2 separate regions of the Mus musculus genome follow, and region 2 is linked to region 1. The links are chromatin contacts, called in public capture Hi-C maps. All regions are on one chromosome and are shown on one strand. Each heading gives the region's core, a stretch centred on a gene start, on an enhancer-like site or on the middle of the called end of the contact. The rest is flanking DNA. Distances are from core to core; before and after follow the strand shown.

Region 1 (3,206 bases), core at 487-2,986:
CCTGCAGATTCAGGGCCTCTGGACTAGATAGAGGCCTGGGGGGAATTTGTCCCAGGCTAGTTTTGGCAAAGCAAATCCTTGCCTCCCTCTTTTTCCTTATTTGTTCACTGCTGGGTATTTTTTTAAAATGTATTATTCTTTGAGAATTTCATACAATATATTTTGAACATATTCACATACCCCAGCTCCTTCTGTAATCACCCTCTACCCTTTCATCCCTTCCTACATAACTTTGAAATATTATTATTAATTTTTTTAACGAATTTCTTCTGTAAGTTCAGTGTTGCCCAGCCAGGCTCTGGAGTGGGGCTGCCCTGGAAAGTGGTTGTCACCTTATGAGGGCCATTAACAAAACTGACTCTTTTTTCCCAGAAGCTCTCGACACCAGTAGCTCCTCAGCTAGGGATGGGATCCAGTGCCCACTTTCTACCATCCGTGCCAGGACTTTGTCTGGGGAGAGCTTGGCAGGCCTTGTGCACACTGTCACAATAACTAGCTGTGCATTCATTTGTGCAGTTGCCCAGCTGTGTATGGGAAACACTGTCTCCCTGATGTCATCTGTTTCTGGCCCCTCTTCCATGAAAACGGAAGCCTTGAACTTTGGGGGAAGGGTGTGGCAAGTATGTCTAATTTAGGGCTGAGCACACTATAGTCTCTTATTCTCTATGTTAATTGCCGTCTACTGCAAGGAGGAACTTCTTTAATGATGGTTGAGAGATGATCTGTTCAATGGGATTTGTTTTAATGGTATGCCTGTAAGCAAAATATAGTATTTGGTTCTCCCTAGGGCCTATGACCTATTTAGCCCTGGGTTCTTGGCCCCTTTAACGATTCAGGTCTTAGTTCCATCTCATGGAGCAGTCTTAGAAAGTAACTTGTTCCAGCCATGGCATTTGTGCCAAAGCTGCACCAGTGAGTAGGGGTAACTCATTACTAGGTGGGAGTTTAGGTGGTGGATCTTAAAGAATTAAGTTTTGTCCTTGCATGACATGGTGTTTCATGTATAATTATATATCCAGCTTTATACAGCCACGAAATTCTGACCATCCTCCTCTCTTTGGTATGTAATTAATGTCTTTGTACATCGCCATGGTTGTTGGGGAATGAGGTAGAGGACAGTCTACAAAGCTGCAGGGTGATGGCACTTACCCAGAATTCCTTGTAACCTCTTCAGATGTAGTGGAGACCAAGGTGTGAGCCTTGGTGAGAAGGATCTGGTCCTAGAAGGTCCTGTAAGGACTGTCAGGTTGTTGGGAAGTGGGAGCTCATACAGGAAGGGAGGTCTCCTCACTTTTTGCCTTGTTCTGGAAAGCTGTGGTACCATCCGCTGAGCTGGAAACTAGAGATGGAGAAAGAAGGCTGGACACAGGAGCAGTGTACACACCCCCAGGAAGCGGCAATATCTACATAAGGGGCTGGGTTTCTGTACTGATTTTCTTTTTCTGACCTTGCTGTTTATCACAAGGGACAAAGAGCACACGACTCTGGTAAAGGCAGCTAGATGAAGCTGGTTAGGGTAGAATCCTGACCCCAAGCCCTGCCTGTGGTTATGCAGAGGTGAAACTTACAGTTAATCCAAGAAGTGTGACAGGTATCTCTGGTCTGTCAGCTCTGACATTTTGTTATCCTTGGGCTGCCTTCTTCCTGCTCTTGTCCTGTGTGAAATTAGGACTCAACACCTCCTTGCCCTAGAATCCCCACTCACTTGTTAGCACCCAGAATCTAGAATCTAGAACAGCTGCTGCCTTTGTCAGTGGGCACAGGAGGGAACAGGGCCTGATTCTGCCTACATCATAGTCAGAACTTGGTGTATCCTTTGTGTGTCAGGAGATGTTTTGGTTTATTTTCTGAAATTACTATTTTACAATGTGTGGACTCTTTCTGCTTACAAAACAAAAGCATGTTCCAAGGGAGATAGGCGTTCTAATGATAGCTTCCTAGATTAAAATATCACACTGGGATATGAAATGAGGTTATATTTCTCTCTTTTATGGGAATAAATGAAGAAAACTCAAACTGGGTCAGACAGGTTGATGGTAGGAATAGTAGGTCCTGTCAGGAGCCAGCTGCAGTCGAGACCCAGTTAATGAAAACCGAGCTGTAGTTCCAAAAGGAAAATGGGGCTGGGGCAGGGGCATGAGCTTTGTGCCCTTTGGAGAATTTCGTATTATGGAATGTAATGTAGTCAGGTGGCACACACATTTGATTTGGGGAAAGGTTTCTATCTCGGCATCTGCTGACCACTGACATGGTAGTATGGTGACAGCCATGTCAGAAGAGCCTCATGAGCACCCAACTGGGACCTCGCACAGGGTGGGCTGGGGGCAGACATAAGCCCCTCTGTCCTGGTCTGTCCTATCCCTGTTCTCTTTAGAGCTTTCACACTTACTTCTCTGGGAGGCTTAGATTCTCTGCCCCACAGCCAGGAAGCACTGGCACATTTCAGTGGACAAGAGTGGGGGGGCATTGAAGACAGAAAAGAACAGAAAGCCAGGTGCATTTAATACGACCCTGGCATATATAACTCAAGAGATGGGCCCTCTGCGTGGTTGTGTTCCCGAGCCACAGGCATCCTCCCTGCGGGCAAATAGGCAGCAAGCAGTGCCCAGGTGGGGGGACTTGGGGACACACTAGTCATGGGTAGGGTGGAGTCTGTGCTCTTATTGTCAACTGTTGGGAGTCTTTTCAGAGTAGTTCTTAAGATAAAAGGATCTAATGTATTGTTTTCTAGTATGGTATGCTGGTTGGTTTTTATTGTTAGCTTGACAAACTAGAGCCTTTCACCAACCCCCAAAAAATGAAGAAAAAGAGAGAAAGAAAAGAAACCCCAGTTAAAGAATTTCCTCCTCCTGATTGACCTATCTGTAAGGAATTATCTTCATGATTGCTGGTGGGGCAGTGAGGGGGTAGTGGTGGGGGGCTTACTGTAGGCAGCACCATGCCTAGGCAAATGGGCTGGGCTGTACAAAAAAAGCAAACAGAGCAAGCTAGTAAGCAGCTTTCAAAACATCACGGTTTCTGCTTCGGTTACTGCCTTGAATTCCTGTCCCAACTTCCCTCAAAGCTAGACTGTGACCTGGAAGCATATGCCAGATTGACCCTTTCCTCTCCACCTTTGGTCATGATGCTTATCATGACAACAGGAAAAGCAAGCTAGGAAGTGTGGTTTGCTTTTAATAGTGTGTGTGTGTGTGTGTGTGTGTGTG
Region 2 (3,206 bases), core at 434-2,933, 520 kb after region 1:
GGCTCCTGACTGTGACAATGAAAGGTCTGGCTCTTGTGCCTGCTCTTGGGGCTCTTTTATTCTTCTGTTGGCTTGGCTTGTCCAACTTTCAATATGATGTGTTATTTTATGTTATTATATTTTGGATGTTTTATGTTTTGTTGTTATCTCTTAGGAGCCTGTTATTTTCTAGTGAGTGGGTCTGGATGGAAGAGGAGGTGGGAAGGAACTGGGAGGGTAGAGGGAGGGGAAACTGTATTCAGATTATACTGTATGAGGACAGAATCTGTGTTTACTGAAAGGGAAAATAGCATACACATTTCACATCTCACGTGCACAGCCTGAACTTGTATTAACTAGGAGGGAACAGAAAGGAAAAGTTGAATCCACTTTATCTTCCCCAAAGTCCCTGCTCTCCCACCTCCAGGCAGACAGTCTCATGGAGGCTCTGGCTGGCCTCAAACTCAATATGAAGTCTGAGTATTACCTTCAACTTCTGAACCTTCTGCCTCTACCTCCTGAGTGCTAGGAGTACAGGCATGTTCTACTATACCCAGTTTGTATGGTGCTGGGATCAAATCCAGGGCTCTGTGGATGCTAGGCAAGTACTCACCCAACTGAGCCACATCTATGCCTGGAAGGTCTGTTTTAAGTGCCTTTATTATAGCACTGCTAGATGGGCTCAAACCTGTAGCACAGAGCACTATATTTAAATCCCTGCTAATTTGGAAGAGATTCTGTTTGTCATTTGCTATCTAAATCATCATAATTATTTAACCACTTGGAATTTCACAGAAATATATATCAAAAGAAATGACCACTATTTCACGTGGTTGGAAATGGCTAAGTAAGATTCTGCATTAAAAAGCGGCTGATGGGAGGCTGGAGAGATGGCCCAGCAGTTAAGAACTCTTCTAGAGACCCTAAGTTCAATTCCACGCAACCACATGGTGGCTTACAACCATCTGTAATGGGATCTGATGCCTTCTTCTGGTGTGTCTGAAGACAGTGACAGTGTACTCATATACATAAAATAAATAAATCTTTAGAAAAAAAAAAAAAAGCAGCTGATGTGCCTGGCAAGGGTTCATCCCTGTAACTCCAGAATGTGAGGCTAACACAAAAGTTTTGTTATGAGTTGGTGACCAACCTGGGTTATATAACAAGATCCTGAAAGGGGGAAAAAAACTACATGATACATAACTTTCACTCACTAACTCTGAATCAATTATATCAAAGTGATTATAAAAATTGAATAAAGCCAGGCAGTGATGGTTCAGGTCTTTAGTCCCAGCATTCAAGAGGCAGAGGCAAGAGGATCTCTGTGAGTTCAAGGCCAGCCTGGTGTACAGAGAGAATTCCTGTACAGCCAGCACTATTACACAAAAACGCTGTTACAGAAAAACCCTGTCTCAAACAACCAACCCTCCCCTCCAAATTGAGTGATCTTAGAATCATTAGATTTAAACAAGCTCTGAATTAGTAATTATTTACTCTATATCTTCTTGTTCTAAAATAAACCCACATGCCAAATTAATTAAGAAAAGTATTTATTAATATATAAACCAAGGCTAACCTGTAATTTCAGTGTAGAGATGAATCTATCTTGGGTTCTCACTTCTTGTTCTAGTTGGAAAGTATTCTGGTTTCTTCCAGCTTCAGAAACTGGAGCCCCAAGACCAAACTGATGTTCTTTGGTGTTAACCTAACAAAAAGAATGAGATATAAGAATGAGCTCTATTTAAAACAGAGCTGTGACTTCTCACATCAGTAAGTTTTGAAAACTAGTAACAATCCATTTCGTTCATATTTTCTATTGTTCTTAACTTTCCATCAGTAAAGCAGAGTTTACCAAGCTGTCTTTTCTTAATAAAAGCAGTTAAGGGTGCTTACGCAGAGGACTGAAGTTCAGATCCTAGCATTCAAAGTGAGGGAGGCAGCTCATGTACGCCAGCTTCTGTGGGCACTCGTGTACACATGCACACATGTGAACACAAGCACACACACCCACATAAAATACATCTTTAAAAACAAAACAAAAGAGATAAATCAACAGGAAAGATACCATGCCTGGTACTGGAAACCTAGCTATCTAATCAGTGCTAATGAAATCATGGTTATTGGAGGATAATCTACTAATCCTACAAACTTACTAAACCAGCATAATCCCTAACAATGATCTATACACACATGTCCTCATACCCAAAATGAGGATAATCTTCACTCCTCATTAAGGAAACTTCCTTTTTCAACAGATGGAGACCACTACAGAAAACCACAACCAATCAATATGCAGAGCGGTGGAGCCCAGTCCCAATGGATACATCTACAAAACATTCCCACACCTGAGGCTCAGAGAACACTGCAGAAAACAGGCAGAAGACTGTAAGAGCCAGAAGATCAGGGAGTTTGCCGTGAGACCGCATCACCTGGTAACATCAGAAGCTACACTGGTAAAATCTCACCAACATGACCCACAAATTTGAGCTGAGTAAGGATGGCGCCAATAAACTTGCCAGTTCTTATTGGCTTTCCATCACACTTTGAATTGCCAACATCTGTTTTTCCCATCACGCAAAGTTCTTCAGTTTGTTCCCTTCCACTCTGACAACTTTATCTCCTAACTAACAACTCCCAGAACTATTCTACACATTCTTAATATGGACACCTAGAAATACTCTTCTTCACTAACATTTTAAGGCTCAGTTTGAACTCCATATTCTAAAGATCGTTTGTTTTTTATTCTATGGGGATGATGTCATCAACAAGACTTCCATACAAATACTGATTTGACAACAATTTAGGTATTCATGTTTTCTAGACATGTCTTCCTTGCATGTTTACTTGAACCTTAAAAAACAAGCAATGTCTGAAAGTTATGCCCCTACCAGTCTGTCTAAAGAGGTTTGTGTGTGTGTGTCCTTGCACAAATGGAGGAAGACAGGGGACAATTTCAAGTGTCAGCTCTAGCTTTCCCACATTGTTTTCCTCAGAGTCTACTGTCTGTGGCTGCATTTACCAGGCTAGCTGGCTCGTAAGCGTCCAGGGTTTCTCCTGAAGCCACCTCCCATCCTTTCGCTACCATCTGGCTTTACGTGCTGTGTTGGTTGTTTTTTGTCAACTTGACACAAGCCAAGGTCATATGAGAAAAGGAGAGTTCAGCCAAAAAAAAAAAAAGAAAAAAAGAAAAAATGCTTCCATCATACAGGCTTGAAGGCAAGTCTGTA

Evidence for each region. Capture Hi-C pulls out chosen DNA fragments and counts their contacts.
Region 2: a contact with region 1 is called in a capture Hi-C map of macrophages, with 2.9 times the contacts expected there. The contact joins the promoter of Tsga10 here to the promoter of 4930439A04Rik in region 1. A contact is called at or near these places in 1 of 39 promoter capture datasets (hippocampal neurons) and 3 of 9 other capture datasets (adipose tissue, embryonic stem cells and macrophages).

Annotation. Positions count from the first base shown.
Region 1 is chr1:37,332,496-37,335,701 of GRCm38.p6, forward strand. It overlaps 4930439A04Rik (a long non-coding RNA gene), which reads right to left and starts at 1,737. Exons shown (of 4, transcript XR_003947777.1): 1 at 1,569-1,737; 2 at 1,150-1,339. All of the region lies in intron 1 of Inpp4a (inositol polyphosphate-4-phosphatase, type I), which reads left to right.
Region 2 is chr1:37,853,690-37,856,895 of GRCm38.p6, forward strand. It overlaps Tsga10 (testis specific 10), which reads right to left and starts at 1,684. Exons shown (of 18, transcript NM_001290721.1): 1 at 1,556-1,684.